Regions from separate parts of the Astyanax mexicanus genome. Here region 2 is linked to region 1. A link is a contact called in public Hi-C data. All regions are on one chromosome and are shown on one strand. Each heading gives the region's core, a stretch centred on a gene start, on an enhancer-like site or on the middle of the called end of the contact. The rest is flanking DNA. Distances are from core to core; before and after follow the strand shown.

Evidence for each region. A called contact is a pair of places that touch in the nucleus more often than the background predicts.
Region 2: a contact with region 1 is called in a Hi-C map of muscle, with 6 times the contacts expected there. The contact joins the promoter of rnf150a here to the enhancer-like site in region 1. A contact is called at or near these places in 2 of 3 Hi-C or Micro-C datasets (both in muscle).

Annotation. Positions count from the first base shown.
Region 1 is chr7:48,057,959-48,062,623 of AstMex3_surface, forward strand. All of the region lies in intron 6 of rnf150a (ring finger protein 150a), which reads right to left. Among protein-coding and RNA genes, the nearest start is that of rnf150a, 37 kb to the right of the region's middle. Within about 2 kb of position 1,888, the one cell type or tissue checked has an H3K27ac peak away from gene starts, as active enhancers do.
Region 2 is chr7:48,094,505-48,099,782 of AstMex3_surface, forward strand. rnf150a (ring finger protein 150a) reads right to left here and starts at 3,108. Exons shown (of 7, transcript XM_007253700.4): 1 at 2,362-3,108. The coding sequence starts at 2,818.

The sequences.
Region 1 (4,665 bases), core at 638-3,137:
TCTTTAGTTTAGTTTTCCAAACTGAACAAGGGGATCTACAGCAGTATCTCCCACACAGCCCACACCAGTCTTTGACGTGTGATTATCATCTGAGGCTTCAGAGGAGCTCCAGGTCAGTGATGGACCACAGTTATCTGTTATAAATGATTACAGGCAAGAACAACACACACACACACACACACACACACACACACACACACACACACACACACACACACACACACACACACACACACACACACACACACACACACACACACACACACACACACACACACACACACACACACACACACACACACACACACACACACACACACACACACACACTCCTGTATGTATATCTGTTATCAGTGCAGCTTGTTATTCAGGCCTGTTTGAACTCTATAATCTACACCAGCACAGAGCACAGTTTGCTTAAACGGGAGGAAGAGGCTTCCAGAGGGGTTTAACACACTACAAAAACTTGTATCTCCGAAATAGCAAACACTAAAAGCTAAGAAAGATTTTTTTTTCTTTTTCAAAGTATTTTTTAGGGCATTTCCATTGGTCTAATCATAAAAAAGTAACACAATCGCATGCTGAATTACTATGTGAATTAAAAACACAACACTACCACTCCTTTTTGCATCCTGGCCATCACTGCCAGTCAAATGAGGCCTAAACCAGTCAACTTAGCATATAGTGTGTTAATGGGAGGTAGCAGGAAACCGAAACACCTGGAAGAGACCCACACCGACCTGATAACACCACACCACTTACAAACTGAGCTTGGCATGTCACAGTAAGTATTTGATCAACAATATCATACAACACATGAACCTCTATTTTACTAACATTGATATTGCCCATTTCTTTTCTTTGTTTTTTTTTTATTCAGGGTTGATAAATACAAATACAATATTCCACCAGATACCATGTGCTAAGACCCTAGCTACTAAAAGGAAAAAACACTGTTCACCAGGCCACTTAGTATCTAGTGCTCACCAAATAGTATCTTGTGCTCACCACATACTACCTGCTGCCCACTATATAGTATATTGTGCTCATATTACATAGTATCTGCTGCTTACTACATAGTCTCTACGTTGTATTTGGTGTTATTTACGTAATACCTGGTGCTCATTCCATAGTATCTGGTGCTCACTACATGTTTTCTGCTGTTACCACATAGTATCTTGTGCTCATCACATAGTATTTTGTGCTCACAGCATAGTACCTGGTGCTCATCGCATAGTATTTGATGTTTATCACATAGCACCTGGTGCACACTGCATAGTATCTGGTGCTCACCACTTAGTATCGTGTTTACCACATAGTACCTGATGCTCACTACATAATATCTGGTGCTCACCAGTATCTTGTATTCACTACATAGTACTTGTTGCTTATTACATAGAACCTTATGCTTAATACAAAGTATATTGTGCTCACTACATAGTATTTCGTGCTTATTACATAGTAACTGGTGCCCACTACATATTATCTACTGCTTATAACATAGTAGCTGGTCCTCATTGCATAGTATCTGGAGCTTACCACGTGTTTGTACTCACTATATAGTATCTGGGGCTCACTACATAAAATACTGTTAAAATTACAGTAATATAATTTATCTTAATTACTTTTGGACAATATACCGTCCAAAGATGATTATTATTATATTACAGTTAATAATTATTGTAACAGACCCACTGAAAGCTTATGTACGCTGAACACAGCTCAGCTCTCACACCCTGGCTTTATGGTACAATAGATTTACTGAAGAAAAGCTGAGGATCTGAACAGAGACATTTGTTCTAGAGGAAACTTTCAGAACAGCAGGGATCCATCCAAACACTGACGTGATCCCAGCTGCCTCCCGACCCCTCCCGGCCCCTCCCTTTCCTCCCTATTTGCTCCTTAAAGGTGGAGGAAATGTGGCCTGATGGGAAATGTTACAGGAATGTGAGCAGTGCTGTGGAGGCTCCATTTTAGAGCCGCTGAAGGGATTCAGGACTGCAGATGAAGATGAAGCAGTGCGAGTGTGTGTGTGTGTGTGTGTGTGTGTGTGTGTGTGTGTGTGATGTTACCATGGAAACCCCTCCAGGTGTCCTGTTTGGCTGCTGAGGTCAGACAATGCAGAATCCCAGTGTTAGGTCTCTTATGCTTCTAAAAGCTCTGAATTACTTCCTTACACACTTAAACACTAACACACACACACACACGCCTGGGCTTAGAAGCATGTTTGGATGCCAGAAGGAGTTATGCAAAGTGGATGCCACAGTGACGTACATAAACCATTAAACCCAACAGTAAAACAGAGCGGAATTTCGTACCACAGTGAATGTGGAGGCGGAGTGCAAAAAAGTTTGATATTGCAGCCATTTGTCATTTAAAGTGGTGCTCTTTTAAAATAGCAGTCCAAAAGTTGTTTTTCTTTTAAATAGAAAGCAGTAGTATTCCTGAGTGGGGGATGAAATGTCCAAAATATGATATAACAAATGCTGTTAGCATGCTACTGCAACCATCCCAGCAGATTTTAATAGATTCATTCTATAAACAGAGAGGTTTAGTAGGTTTTGGTGGGATTTTTTCTGACCTTTATTTAAAGCCCTAAGGTTTTATGTCAATCAAAAATATAGAAAACACTAAATACTGTGATACTATATAATACTGATATAATAATAATACTATGCAATACTGTGATATACAGTGAAACAATCTTTAAAAAAGTGTGCTATACATTTTTGGTCACAGTGCCAAGCACTAAATGAATGTACAATGTGTTACAACCTATTTGACTTTAGTTTTTATTCCTTACAGCCAATGATAACCCAAAATCAGTGTTTTAGAAAATATATAGCTATAGAATATTATATAAGACCAATTGGTACCTTTGGCAGTGTGGGCAGTGTGTCAAGTCCTGCTGGAAAATGAAATCTGTGTCTCCATAAAAGTTGTCAGCAGAGGGAAGGATGAAGTGCTGTAAAATTTTGTGGGAAAACAAAACTGCACTGACTTTAGACTTGATAATAAAACACAGTGGATCAACACCAGCAGATGGCATGTCTCTCCAAACCATCACTGATTGTTGAACTGGGTGTCTCTCCATTCTTCCTCCAGACTCTGGTCCCTTGATTTCCAAATGAAGTTTAAAATTTACTGATGATCAGTGATGGTTTGGAGAGACATGTCATCTGCTGGTGTTGATCCACTGTGTTTTATTATCAAGTCTAAAGTCAGTGCAGTTTTGTTTTCCCACAAACTCTTACAGCACTTCATCCTTCCCTCTTCTGAAAACTTTTATGGAGACGCGGATTTCATTTTCCAGCAGGACTTGCCACTCTGCCCACACTGCCAAAAGTACTTATTGGTCTTATATGATATTCTAATTTTCTGAGACTCTGATTGTTGATTTTTCATTGTCTGTAAACCATAATAATAAACAATAAAGGAAACACTTAAAATAGATCACTCTGTGTGTAATACATCTTTATAATATATGGGTTTCATATTTTTTATTTTGTTTATGTGAATCATCGTGAATTTGTATGTAGAACTTTCTAGAAAGAAAAAACCTTCAGCAGAATGTAAACTCTGCAACATTTTGGTAACAGAGACCTCTGTTACCTGTTACCTCTGGTTCTGATTTTTAGGAGAGATAGGTACAAACTAGGGAGATAACTAATGTTAGTAGCAAACTAACATAATATTATACTAAGTAATATTATCGAGGAGAGCACTGACCTTAGCGACGAGCTAGCTAACCTTAGCAACAAGCTAGCTAACACACTAATGTTACCAAGGAGAAAACTAAAGCTAGCGACAAGCTAGCTAACCTTAGCAACAAGCTAGCTAACACACTAATGTTACCAAGGAGAAAACTAAAGCTAGCGACAGCTAACCTTAGCATCAAGTTAGCTAACACACTAATGTTACCAAGGAGAAAACTAAAGCTAGCGACAGCTAACCTTAGCATCAAGTTAGCTAACACACTAATGTTACCAAGGAGAAAACTAAAGCTAGCGAAAAGCTAGCTAACCTTAACATCAAGTTAGCTAACACACTAATGTTACCAGGGAGAAAACTAAAGCTAGCGAAAAGCTAGCTAACCTTAGCAACAAGCTAGCTAACACACTAATGTTACCAGGGAGAAAACTAAAGCTAGCGAAAAGCTAGCTGACCTTAGCAACAAGCTAGCTAACACACTCATGTTGCCAGGGAAAAACTAAAGCTAGCGAAAAGCTAGCTAACCTTAGCAACAAGCTAGTCAACACACTCATGTTACCAGGGAGAAAACTAAAGCTAGCTAACCTTAGCAACAAGCTAGCTAACACACTAATGTTACCAGGGAGAAAACTAAAGCTAGTGACAAGCTAGCTAACCTTAGCAACAAGCTAGCTAACAAACTCATGTTACCAGGGAAAAAACTAAAGCTAGCGACAAGCTAGCTAACCTTAGCAACAAGCTAGCTAACACACTAATGTTACCAGGGAGAAAACTAAAGCTAGCGAAAAGCTAGCTAACCTTAGCAACAAGCTAGTCAACACACTCATGTTACCAGGGAGAAAACTAAAGCTAGCGAAAAAGCTAGCTAACCTTAGCAACAAGCTAGCTAACACACTAATGTTACCAGGGAGAAAACTAAAGCTAGCGAAAAGCTAGCTAACCTTAGCAACAAGC
Region 2 (5,278 bases), core at 1,858-4,357, 38 kb after region 1:
GTATATCGTTAACACAAAAATACCCTGAAATATTGTGAGGTGAGCAGGTGAGTAGTTATTCTGAGACCCAGCTTGAACTCCGCCCTGCAGGTTTCAGCTGCTAATCAGAGTTAATTAAGCTCAGTCTAATTCTTTCTACTCAATAAAGCAGCAGACTGTTTTAGGTAGAAGGGAAACTGCTCTGTAATCCTGAGTGTAAGCTCACTCATACACTACATTACAATATAATACCTGCTGCTCTACTGCTGCAGAATACAGTTTATAATGATACTAAACTCATTAGATTTAAAAAAAAAGGTCAGTGGGTGTTCGAGCTATTGTCCCTAACAAAGAAACACAAAGGTAATTCAACCAGTCAAATGGTACCATTTTTAAAGGCAAAATATCTCATTTACATGACTGATTACACGACCCCAGAAACCATTCATCTGCCAGGAGGGCAGAGGACCACCAGTGGCCCCATCCTCAGTGGGAGGCAGCAGTCCTAATGGGCCAGTAACAGCAATTTAAATCATTAAAATATAATGAAAAAATAATATTTTACTATTGGTAAAAAAAAAAGTTCAATTGTGTTAAAATTATAAACATATTACAATCACTAACAGAAACCTACAAAACAAACCACTTTTCAGTCATAACTTCAGACATCATTAGTGTGTTTTCTAGGCCAAATGACTAGAATTTGCTCTGACCAGAAGAGATGATATGGTCTAAATCAAAATTAACCCTGCTTCGGGGGGCAGGTGGAGTAGGGCTGAACAATTACAACATGATGCAAGATATCACCCTCAACTTGTATGAGATATGAACCTGACCTCAGTACCCTGTGCTGACCTTTACCTGCGTGTTTGTTTACCTAAGAATCAACATCACCAATATTTCAGTCAGTCGTGTAATGACTAATGGATCAATAATGGTGTCTTTATACGCACAGAGTGAACTGCAACAGGTGGAGCTGTGCTCAAAAAGGTTTAAAAACTGGATTTAAAATACAATAAAAAACTGAATGAGAAGATGTGTCCAAACTTTTGACCGGTATGGTATACTGCAAACTTTTGACAGGCAAGATGAACTGATCATCTAAACTACTAATCATTGCAGTTTAAATGATGTACCTGGATTATTATGCTATATCAGTTTATCAGTTTAATTAAATTGTTTTTAAATGGCAATAATATTGTTTATAGAAATTACTTCTGGGACAGTAGATTATCAATACAAAAATATTATTAACAGGCTTAATGTGCACATTTGATTTTTTACTGAATTAACATTAAAACATACTTAAAGAACTGCATTAAAAGAATCAAAATTTACACAGACATAAAGTAACAAAATGCGATATTTTTTTTTATTTTGGGTTGAACAATAGTTGATAATTTCATCACTCTTTTTGGGATTAAGCCCTGTTTTGATTTTGTGACAGTTATTAACTGTAATTAGTTATTATGTAAACAATAACACACATTACACTTATCGTGCAATATATGCAAATGATCTCACTAATTATGGCTCATTATAAGCACTAAAATAATGATAATATTAGCTTTATTGAGCAATTTAAATAAGTAGAATAAAACTATATATGTAAGATATAGTTTATCACAATTACTTCTGGAACAGTACATCGTTCATATAAAAATATAATTACCAAGACTTATGTGCACATTTTATTTATAGCTTAAATTAAAATAAACACAACAAATCTTATTTACAGTGTTTTCCCATCTCATAGACTGACTAAAACACTTTTTCTAATGAGATATGAAGCAAATGAAGCCCAGTCTTAATTGGGTGCCAAACTCCAGCTCATATCTGAAGAAGTAAACAGTAGTTATGTAAATAAAAACACACATTACATTGTTATGTAAGACTTATCATACAATATATGGACATGTCCTTACTAATTATTGCTGACCTGATACATTGATCATTTAAGTGTTTTTAACAAGAAAAGTGCAATAATATAAATGAAGCACTAAGATAATGATAATATTAGCTTTATTGAGCTATTTACATGGGTGACATAGAAATGACCATAATATATTTCACCACAATTACTTTATATAATTAAGATGTAATTACCAGGCCTAATATGCACATTTAAAAACACAACAAATCTTATTTACCCAATTTTACATTCTCATAGATTGACAAAAACTTTTTCCATTCTTAACTGGATGACACTGACCTCCACTATTAGCATCCAAACCCCAGCTCATATCTGAAGAAGTAAACTTCAGACCCCTCAAATACCTACCAAGCTTTAGATTACAGACATAAAGGAACAAAATGTGATAATTTTATTTTTGGGTTGAAGTCCCCCTTTAAAAGGTTGCCAGATGTAGCGTTATTCCCTACCTTGGTGAGGCATGGTTATGGTCTCGTTGGAGTTGCTGGAGCCCACGTTGAAGATGACCACAGCCGAGGCGTTAAGGCTCGCTGCCAGCCGGATCTTCTCCCGGTACGTGCAGTTCCCCCGGGCTATAAGCGCGATCCAGGGGCCCTGGTGCTCCCGGCTGACGGGGAACCTGGTGCCGCTGTCGCAGGCCTGCCGGTCGTGTCCGCTGGCGGGCAGCAGCACGGTGCCCCGGGCCTCCCGCTTAGGGGAATGCTCGCCGTACCGCCCGCACTCGGTCTTCTCCGTCCGGAGCTCGGAGGTCACCGGGTCCACGTAGGTGATGTTTACAAAAGCCGTGTACCACTCCTCCTTCTCGGCCACAGTGAAGTCCAGGCACAGCAGGTGGACAAAGCAGAAGGACAGAAGCCCCGTCGACAGAGCCAGGCTGCGGCACGCTTTCACCAGCGACACGGCCATGCTGCTCCAGCCGCCGACGGATCACCCCTAGTCCGGCTTACTAACTCAGCCTGCCCGCCCTCACTGCCCGAAGCTCCGCGGAGGGAATAAAAGCTTCACTTCCAAACTGTCTGATTCACTGATCTGACCTTAAACCAAGCTCTCAAACTACTTCTAACTCAAAATAAACAAACAAACACGAAATAAACACAAAATATCCTAAACCCAGAAGCTCATCCCACCACTGATCTCTCGACCCACGGTGTCTCTGTGTGTGTTATTGTGGCTCAGCTGCTACAGACGCGAATCTCTCGGCTCTTGTGAATCGAATCTTTTAAATGAATCACTCTAAATGACTCAGAAATGATCATGACTGTATACAGCTCTTTCCGAATCAGTTTATCTGATTTTGCTGTTTATAGATATATGTTTAAGCAAAATGAACATTGTTGTTTTATTTTATAAACTAAGCACAACATTTATAAATATAGTCATTTAGAGCATTTATTTGCAGAAAATGAGAATTGCCTGAAATAACAAAAAAAGTTCAGAAATCAATATTTGGTGTAATAACCCTGGGTTTTAATTATAGTTTTCAAGCATCTTGGCATGTTCTCAGTCTTACACACTGCTTTTGGATAACTTTATGCCACTCAAAAAAATCACCAAAAAAATCAAGCAGTTCAGCTTGGTTTGATGGCTTATGATTATCCATCTTCCTCTTGATTATTCCAAAGGTTTTCAATATGGGAAAATTAAAGAATATTTTAAAGTTTTCACTTAGTTTTTTTTAAGAGTTGTAGTCTTTTCTGGCATTTAGACTTTAGAGACGATTTACAGTAAAGTTCAACATATAATGTATAATGTATTTATTTTTTATTTATTTATTGTCTATTCATATGTATTATTTATTTATATTTCACTATTTATATTTTAAATATTTCAGACTACAGAGAAATCATATTTTTACAGCTTAATCCCATGTTATTCCCTTTGGTTGACCTAGAGTTGCAGACGTTTTTAACAGATCTATTTCTATACAAAAATTTATTTAGATTTTTTTTAAGTTAGTTTAAATATGATATGTCATCAGAGATGTCTGGCCAACTTAAGCTTTACCTCAGCTAAGCATCTGTAATGTTTGCATTACTTTTTTATTCTTTTAATTATAATTTCGTATAACTTTTTTTAAATGTATAATAAATACATTTCTATGTAAAGCACAATAAGTAAAATGAATATAAAGGTAAATCAAACAATGTATTTATAATTAGCAATTTACAGTTATTAGCTATTATTATGCAGTATGTCAATTTATTATAAACATGTCGTTGTGTTGGTCTGTAATTTTGTATTGCATCTTTCAATTCTTTGTTTAATTAATTAATAAGTTGAGGCTACATAATAATATATTTTTACCACAAAACCATAAGGTCTCAAGATATTCTAATGTACTCTATACGAACCACCAAAATTAATACATAGATGTCACATAATAAAATGTTGAGGTCAGACACAGATGTTAAAGTCACAAGATCATAAAAATCAACAAAAAGACAATTGAAAAGTTCTTATTCAGCTAAATGCAGAAAGACTATATGTCTATTTAGTTTATTTATATGTGAACAGAGTAGTACAGAGTAAAAATAGAAAGTCAATGTTATAAACGCTTTAAAAGCTTCAGTTTGTTGCTGGATGTGAGGAATCTAAATATAAAGGAGCTGAGGTGGGAGAAATCCTCTGTGCTGAAAGCGGAGGAGCTGAGGAAAAGGCTGACCTGTGGTTCAATAAATCACAAATCAGATTTAAGATTCAATTTGGGCAGTTTAAAAGAATCGGTTCAGTAAAGTGAATCAAAGCAAATCGTCACAACATAGGAGGTTGCCAGTTATTTCACAGTAAGTACTTGGTTTGTTTTTAAGAAAACACAACGCTGAGGATGGTTTTTACAACACATGGCAACCCGGATAGTCTGACGCGCCTTTTGCGTAATAAAGCGCCCCGCCTGCTGGAGCGGAGTACAACAAACTCGAGTTCTGTGATTTATTTTAATGATCTTATAAATGACAGATAAGCATATAAAATAAAATGTTTTCCATCTATGTGGCTTTTAACGTTTCCTGACCTAACATGAGAAGATGTTCTATTTTTTCCATCTTTTTTTTGGCACACAAAAGAAAAAAACTCATATACAATATTATAGTAGTGTTGTAAAAAAATTTAATAAATATATAATTATAATCCTTATTTTTGTATCACCTTGAACAACAAAATAACTAAATAGGTACCCGTAATAATAACTAAACAATGGGTACCCTTAAAAAAAAACATTTTATTTTCACAGAACACGTATATACAGTATTTTTTTATAATTGTTTTTTTATTTGCTATTTATTTACTATTCATAAGATTTTATTACTGTTTATTTGCTTTTTATTTGCTTTATATTTACTATTTAATTACAATTTATTTACGTTTTGT